Regions from separate parts of the Astyanax mexicanus genome. Here region 2 is linked to region 1. A link is a contact called in public Hi-C data. All regions are on one chromosome and are shown on one strand. The core of a region is the stretch at or near the end of the contact, and the rest is flanking DNA. Distances in the headings are between cores, read along the strand shown. Region 1 has its middle 36 kb from the start of mych. Region 2 holds the start of mych (myelocytomatosis oncogene homolog).

The links. Hi-C and Micro-C count contacts between places; a contact is called where the count stands out from the background.
Region 2: a Hi-C map of blood shows a contact between it and region 1, with 1.8 times the contacts expected there. The contact joins the promoter of mych here to the enhancer-like site in region 1. A contact is called at or near these places in 3 of 3 Hi-C or Micro-C datasets (blood and muscle).

Annotation. Positions count from the first base shown.
Region 1 is chr5:58,165,292-58,168,946 of AstMex3_surface, forward strand. No RefSeq gene overlaps it. Among protein-coding and RNA genes, the nearest start is that of mych, 36 kb to the right of the region's middle. Within about 2 kb of position 2,405, the one cell type or tissue checked has an H3K27ac peak away from gene starts, as active enhancers do.
Region 2 is chr5:58,201,372-58,205,083 of AstMex3_surface, forward strand. mych (myelocytomatosis oncogene homolog) reads right to left here and starts at 1,936. Exons shown (of 3, transcript XM_007258497.4): 1 at 1,526-1,936; 2 at 189-787. The coding sequence starts at 777.

The DNA of each region.
Region 1 (3,655 bases), core at 1,155-3,654:
GAGAGAGTGAGAGGGTGAGAGTGAGAGGAGATAGTGAGAGGTGAGAGGGTGAGGGTGAGAGGAGAGAGTGAGAGGAGAGAGTGAGAGGAGAGAGTGAGAGGTGAGAGGGTGAGGGTGAGAGTGAGAGGGTGAGAGTGAGAGGAGATAGTGAGAGGTGAGAGGGTGAGGGTGAGAGGAGAGAGTGAGAGGAGAGAGTGAGAGGAGAGAGTGAGAGGTGAGAGGGTGAGGGTGAGAGTGAGAGGGTGAGAGTGAGAGTGAGAGGGTGAGAGGAGAGAGTGAGAGGAGAGAGTGAGAGGAGAGAGTGAGAGTGAGAGGAGAGAGTGAGAGTGAGAGGAGAGAGTGAGAGGGTGAGGGTGAGAGGAGAGAGGGTGAGGGTGAGAGGTGAGAGGGTGAGAGTGAGTCAGGCTGGATCACGGTTCTTAACTCGGCTGTTTTGTTACTCAGGGGTCAGAAATCTGCTGCTGCTGATTTATCTGATTATTGAATATTGATTATCTGATTGGTTGGTGAGTCGGTTCTCCTGAGGTTCCTCTCATATTTCTGGCTGAGTAAACGTCACAGAGGGACACAGAGACCGATCGATTAGTAAAAAACAGAGCAATCAGATTTAAAACTTTCTAGAAAATACAGCAACTAAAATGTGCGCTCTACTAAACCTATGGATATTTATCTGTCTATTTTGTATATTCTATTTCTTTTATTGTATTCTTTTTTATCTATATATCTATTAATAACAGCTCTTTGGGTGTAAACTGGATCGTGAGATCACAATTTCGTCCCACCTCATGTACCACATGTGATGCGAATGACAATAAAATCTCCTTGAATCCTTGAGGAGAAGTTAAAGAGTTAATTAAATTGTGTTGATTGTTGGTTGTGTTTTGGTTTCTACAGGTTTTCTCTGGTTCTGATAAACAGTGTCTGAGTGCTACTCTGTGTTTATACGGTATTGCTAAGTGGTTGCTTTGATAAACAATATAGTTCCTGGATTTTTACTGGAATATTATTACAAACGTTTCACTCCGGACACAAAATAAACATTCAAATAATATATTTCATTTATTTCCACAACCGTCATCAAACAGCTTCACAGCAACAAGCACCAAACATCTTTACCATCTTTCACTTTTTATTTAGCTTTCAGTATTTCAGTGTTTCAGTATATCAGTATTTAGTATTTAGTTTCATAAGAACCAAAATACAAAGATTATCATTTATACAGTAGTTGAAAACTTTACTTTTTTAGTATTTTTTTAAAGCATGTTTTAAAAAGACACAAAAATGAGGTTGTATTTTTATTTTCATTTACATGTTTCATCTGTGCTTCAGGTGAGAGTTTAGGAGGTCAGGAGTTCAGGTGTTCTGGAGTTCAGGTGTTCTGGAGTTCAGGTGTTCTGGAGTTCAGGTGTTCTGGAGGTCTGGTGTTCTGGAGGTCTGGTTTTCTGGAGGTCAGGTGTTCTGGAGTTCAGGTGTTCTGGAGTTCAGGTGTTCTGGAGGTCAGGTGTTCTGGAGTTCAGGTGTTAAAGGAAGGATAAGAACATGAAAGGATCTGGGAGTGCAGAGGTGCGGTTATACGGTCAGATTGACCCGCCCACCACCTCCAAACACCTGCTGTAAATCATTATCAGACAGGAGGAAGCTGAACTTCCTAACTGTAAAAAAAACACAGCAGATAAAACACCTGTGCTCAGGTAGATCCTACAGACTCACCTTAGTTTACTGGTTTAAAAATAAATAAAAAAAACAACAGGCATAACACTTGATACCACCTATAATATCATAACAATCACATGACTAATTATTATAGTTATTATTGTTATTATTATTATCTTGTGTTTCTTTTGAAACCCATGTGGCTCCACACTCTGACTGCACTGCTCTGTTATTGTTTACTTTAGAGGTCCTGGTTACAATAATGGTCTGTGAAACTACCTCCACCATGTTTGGAAGCTGTACTTTAGCCTGGGTAACTGTTACGGTTTACACTTCAGGAGGAACCTGGATAAATATCTGAAAACACATTCAGACAGAACCTGACGAGCTACAGGAGATACGAGAGTAACAGTGATCAGATTTATTTAGTGATGATCTGAGAGAGAAGCTCTTTAAAGTGAACGAGTTCACGGTTCTGAGCTTCAGCTGAGCAGCAGATGTTGGACTTTGGCTCAGAGTTACAGAGCTGAGCTGCTCTTCCTCTTCCAGAGAAGAAAAGCAGAAAAATCCAGAATCAACCGAATCAGAACCTCAGAACTTTAGAACCTCAGAGTTTCAGAGTTTCAGAGTGACGCAACGCGAGCATCACCTCCCGCTATAACCTCCTATAATCACCTCCTGTAACAGTCGTTTACGCAGCAGCACAAACCCGGATTCGCCTAATTCCACAGAACTGCTGAGGGGTGGGGCGGGGTATTCAGAATCGAGTGATCTGATTGGCTGGGTTTGTTCCGGGGGAGCGATGGCAGTTTGAAGCTTTTCAGGAGGAAAAAAGTAAAAAAAACAAAAAACAACAAAAGCATTTCTGTGCTGTGAGGTAGTTTTCCCGCCAAACTGCAGCTGGCCCCGCCTCCCGGCCCCACAGTAGCTATGGTAACTGGTTCATGTTATTGCTGTGAGCCAGTGCTGAGTGTGTGTGTGTGTGTGTGTGTGTGTGTGTGTGTGTGTGTGTGTGTGTGTGTGTGTGTGTGTGTACTGCACGTGAGGAAAGCTGAGCTGCAGGAAGTTGAATAGAATCACACAGAGAGAGAGAAAGGGCTGAAAAACACTGATACTCAGAATCTCTCTTACTGTAAATATTTAAATTAATAAAATATGATCTGATTTCTATAATAAGTAATAAATTTAACAATAAAATGATTATTTAATTACAATCACAAACTTAAATGTATTTTATTGAGATTTTAAGTAAAAAAAGTTATACATGGTTTTAAAATTTAATCAAATAAAAATCTCTAAAGTTTTCAGCCCCCCATCAAAACTTAGTAGAGCCTCATTTCTCTACAGTTTCAGCTGCAGGTGTTTTGGTTTGGTTTTATGTAAAAACATAAACACCAGCTTTGATCATCTGGAGACTGTAGAGATTTTTATTCCGTTCTTCTTTATAAAACAGCTGAAGATCAGAATCAGCAGTTTTCATGTTTCTCCAAACTTCAGAATATTAAACAGCATCAATAAAAACATACTGAGGCTTAAATTCAGTCTCTTTACATCATTAATCTACTGCTGATCAACATTAGAAGAGCCTTAAACTGGAAACACCAGCTTTAGTGAGGCTGTGTTCCACTGAACTCATCCCTCCATCTCCCTCCATCTCCCTCCATCTCCCTCCATCTCCCTCCATCTCTCTCCATCTCTCTCCATCTCTCTCCATCTCCCTCCATCTCCCTCCATCTCCCTCCATCTTCCTCCATCTCCCTCCATCTCTCTCCATCTCCCTCCATCTCTTTCCATCTCCCTCCCCTGTACACTACTATACACTACTGTTCACTACTGTACACAACTCTACACTACTGTACACTACTTTACACTACTGTACACTACTGTACACTACTGTATACTATAGTACACTACTTTACACTACTGTACACTACTCTATACTCCTCTACACTACTATACACTACTGTACACTACTCTATACTCCTCTACACTACTATACACT
Region 2 (3,712 bases), core at 686-3,185, 36 kb after region 1:
TAAAGTTTGTATTGATTATCATAATCTGTGTCTACAGCTACTGTAAGTAAAGTAATCCAGTCCGAGTTTTGGCTCCGACCGCCGGTCTGTTTCGCCGCGCTCTAACCGGAGCCGCGCCTGCAGCTGCGGCAGGAACCAAATCCCGGAGCGGACAAGCTTCCCCGAAACAACACTCAGTAAACACTCACCGGAATCGCTGGAGGAGGACTCGCCCCCGGCGGACAGAGAGCCGTAGTCCGAGGACTCCTCGCTGAGCTCCGGGCTGTCCAGCAGCAGATCCTCGCTCTCCAGCAGCTGGCAGGCGAGCGCCGCGCTGTGGCAGTCCAGCGTGGATCCGGCGATCTCCGCGAAGATGTGCGCGTCTATATCCGAGAGCAGCGGGCTGGAGGACAGCACCGCGCCCAGCTTCTCCTCCGCGGACTTCTCCCCGGGACCCGGCCACAGGCACGCCGCCGACACCGGGTCTATGGGGCTCGGATCGGAGCTCGCCCCCGGGCTGGACCCGGACCCCGATCCGCCGGACTCCGCGCTGAAGTCGCTGCTCCAGCTGAGCTGCAGAAAGTCGCTGTCCTCCAGCAGGAGCTCCGACACCAGCTCCAGCTGCTCCACGCTGGAGAGCGGCCGGCCCGGGCCCGGCTTCAGCGGCGGGGAGTGCGGCGGGGTGGGCAGCGCGTGGTTCTGCAGGTCCTTGATGAGACTCTGACAGAATTCATCATCAAACAGCAGCGGCTCCGACTCGCTCAGCCAGTCGTGCGGCGGAGAACAGCTCGGTAACATCCTGCAGAACCTGCGGAGCAAAACCCGGTCAGAACCGAACCTACAGAACCTACAGAACCACACAGTGATCCGCCTGTTTATATATCAGCTCCTAATCTCACCCGAGAGCACGCGGTTCACTCTACGCTTCCCGGCAAACGCGGGTTTTATCAGTGTTTACAATTCTGGCGCCGCCCATTTGTGGGCGGGGCGTTTCCAGCTCAGTAGTTTAGTGACATCATGCACCAGCTGGAAAGCCCAACACGCCACGTTTAATCTCAATTCAGAACTTTACAGGTCCTTTAGATTATTTTATTCTATTTATTTATTGATTAATGTTTTATATGTATATTTATATGCGGTTTTAATCTCACTGCAGTTTGCTCTCGTCAAATAAGAAAAATACTTTTTTTCTGCTTTTCTAGTTACTTTAAATAGTTTTTAATTTTACTGTACACTGAAAAATGACTAACTCCAATAGGGATTAGCTACTAAATAATTGATCATTTATTACTGCATTAGCCATTTGTCTTTACAAAAATAAATAAATAAATAAAATAAATTTAAAACATTTAACCTCCATAAAACAAGAAAAATAAAAAGTTAGATATATGTGTTTAGTTTAGGTAACGTTAGTTAAAATGTGCTGTTTAAGGTATAATGAGGCTCTGAGAGCAGGGCTGTACAGATCACATGCTCTCACAGTAAAAGTCCCGGCAGCATGCAACCGGCAACCGGCGACCGGCAAACGATAAAAACGGGCACTTACCGGCTGAACAGACCGCTGGAGATAAACCGTGATCAATAAACAGCGGAAACAGAAGAGAATCAGCGATGTTAGGTGTGGAGAAAGTTTTAATAAAGCTGTAAATCCGCTGAAATGTCTGAGGTCGGGAGCACGCGGAGGGGCAGTGGGTGTGGCGGAGCCGGGATTTAATTTTATACAGCCGAAGCGCCGCCGCGTGTCCTTCCACGGAGGAATTCGCGCCAAAACGTGTTCTAGGTAATATTGAATTAAAATCGATTTATTCTAATCGCCAAAGTAACCGCAGAGGGTGATTATATGGGGGCGTTGTTGTCGCAGCGGGTATTAAACGCGCTGTTTCTGCGGGAGAGCGAGCTGTAGTGAGCGGATAGTGCCCGCGCGGAGGGATACAGAGCGGCGTAGCAGGCACAACAAATTCCAAGAAATGGAGGGCGCGAGCCGGCAGACACGTGTCCGCATAGACTCTACCTTTAATCATATAAAACCGCTGCTTAAGGTGGAACTGACCATTCCCAATCCACCTTACTCCCGCGATCAAAAGCTAATAAATGTGGTCAGGCTGATTAAAGGTTTTATACTGAAAACTGCAGAGAGATCGCGGATCAGCAGAGCCCCTTCCTCCATTATATAACAAAGACTGCACTCAGATCCACACACACAGTGGTGGGGTATCCCCCCCCGCACCTCCTCACACTCCTCACACTGCAGGACTGATATACTCTAACAGACCGGCTGCAGTAATAACAGTGTTTAAACCCTCAGAATGTTTACAGTTTACAGTGTAAGCCAGTGGTTTTGTGGGTGTTTGGGGAGTTTGTGGGGTTTGGGTTTTTTGGAGGGTTAGGATGGTTTGGGAGTTTGTGGGGGATTGTGGGAGTTTGTAGGAGTTTGGGGAGTTTAAGTTATTTGCTTTTATTTAAACACATGTCTCCCCTTCTTTAAAGGTGAGGGCGGATCGGGCGCCCTCTACAGGTAACTCTACAGGTAACTCTACAGGTAACTGGAGTGAGTGCAGCTCATTCTTATTCACTCTCAGGATTTCCTACGTAAATCATGTATAGATAAGGGTTTAAAACGTATTTAAAACTACTAAATGTTTAATTTATCAGGAATATAGCTATATTGTTATTTTAGCAGTGTTTTGTGTAAAAGGGCTGAGCTTCTATAATAGAATTGAAAAGTTGCAAAAAATATGCATACAGCAGCATTGTTTTACACTCAAAACTTAAAAATAAAAAGGTTAAGGCTTATATCTATTAATTGACTGTTATAAGAAATGGATTGTTTTCAGAGAAATGCTGCAAAAAGTTCACATAACTCAGAAATTACTATTAGATCTGATATTACTTGTTTGTGTTTTTTTTGTAATATTAAAACATTTAAATTGTAAATGTATCTCTGTCTTTGTCTCCAGTTATTTATGTTGTTCTGTATGTGTTGTGTTGTGTTGTGTTACATTAATCAGATGATGACTGATTTCCTCTTATAAGTCTTGGTTCCTCTAAATGTTTTTTCCTACTGATCTGAGGGACTTTTATTTTATATTATCAGATTACTCAAAGAACTGTTGGAGGCTTGGATTGGGATCCCTGTCTGCAGTTAAATTAAATAATAAAATAAAGGTAAATGTAACACTGTATTTTTTATGTTATATAATACTGATATTACACAATAACTCAACATTAACTCCACAAAAACGCCACAATAATGCCCATATGCTGTCTATAACTGTCAGCTTGATGCGAACCCCAAGCTAACAAAGCACAGCATTGTCTACAGAGCCGCTCTGTCAGCATTACTAACAGAAATCTCCCCCATATCTCACACAGAGCCTGTTCATCTCCCTTATCTGCACTGTCCTGCAGAGGCCTGGGGAGAAGGTGAAGCTGCACACTTCAGATAAAGACCAGCATAAACGGGAAAGTAGAGCTGGAGGTAAAGTGTAGAGCTAGATGTAAAGTGTAGAGCTGGAGGTATAGTGTAGAGCTAGAGGTAAAGTGTAGAGCTGGAGGTAAAGTGTAGGGCTAGATGTAAAGTGTAGAGCTGGAGGTAAAGTGTAGAGCTAGAGGTAAAGTGTAGAGCTAGATGTAAAGTGTAGAGCTGGAGGTAAAGTGTAGAGCTGGAGGTATAGTGTAGAGCTGGAGGTAAAGTGTAGAGCTGAAGGTAAAGTGTAGAGCTGGAGGTAAAGTG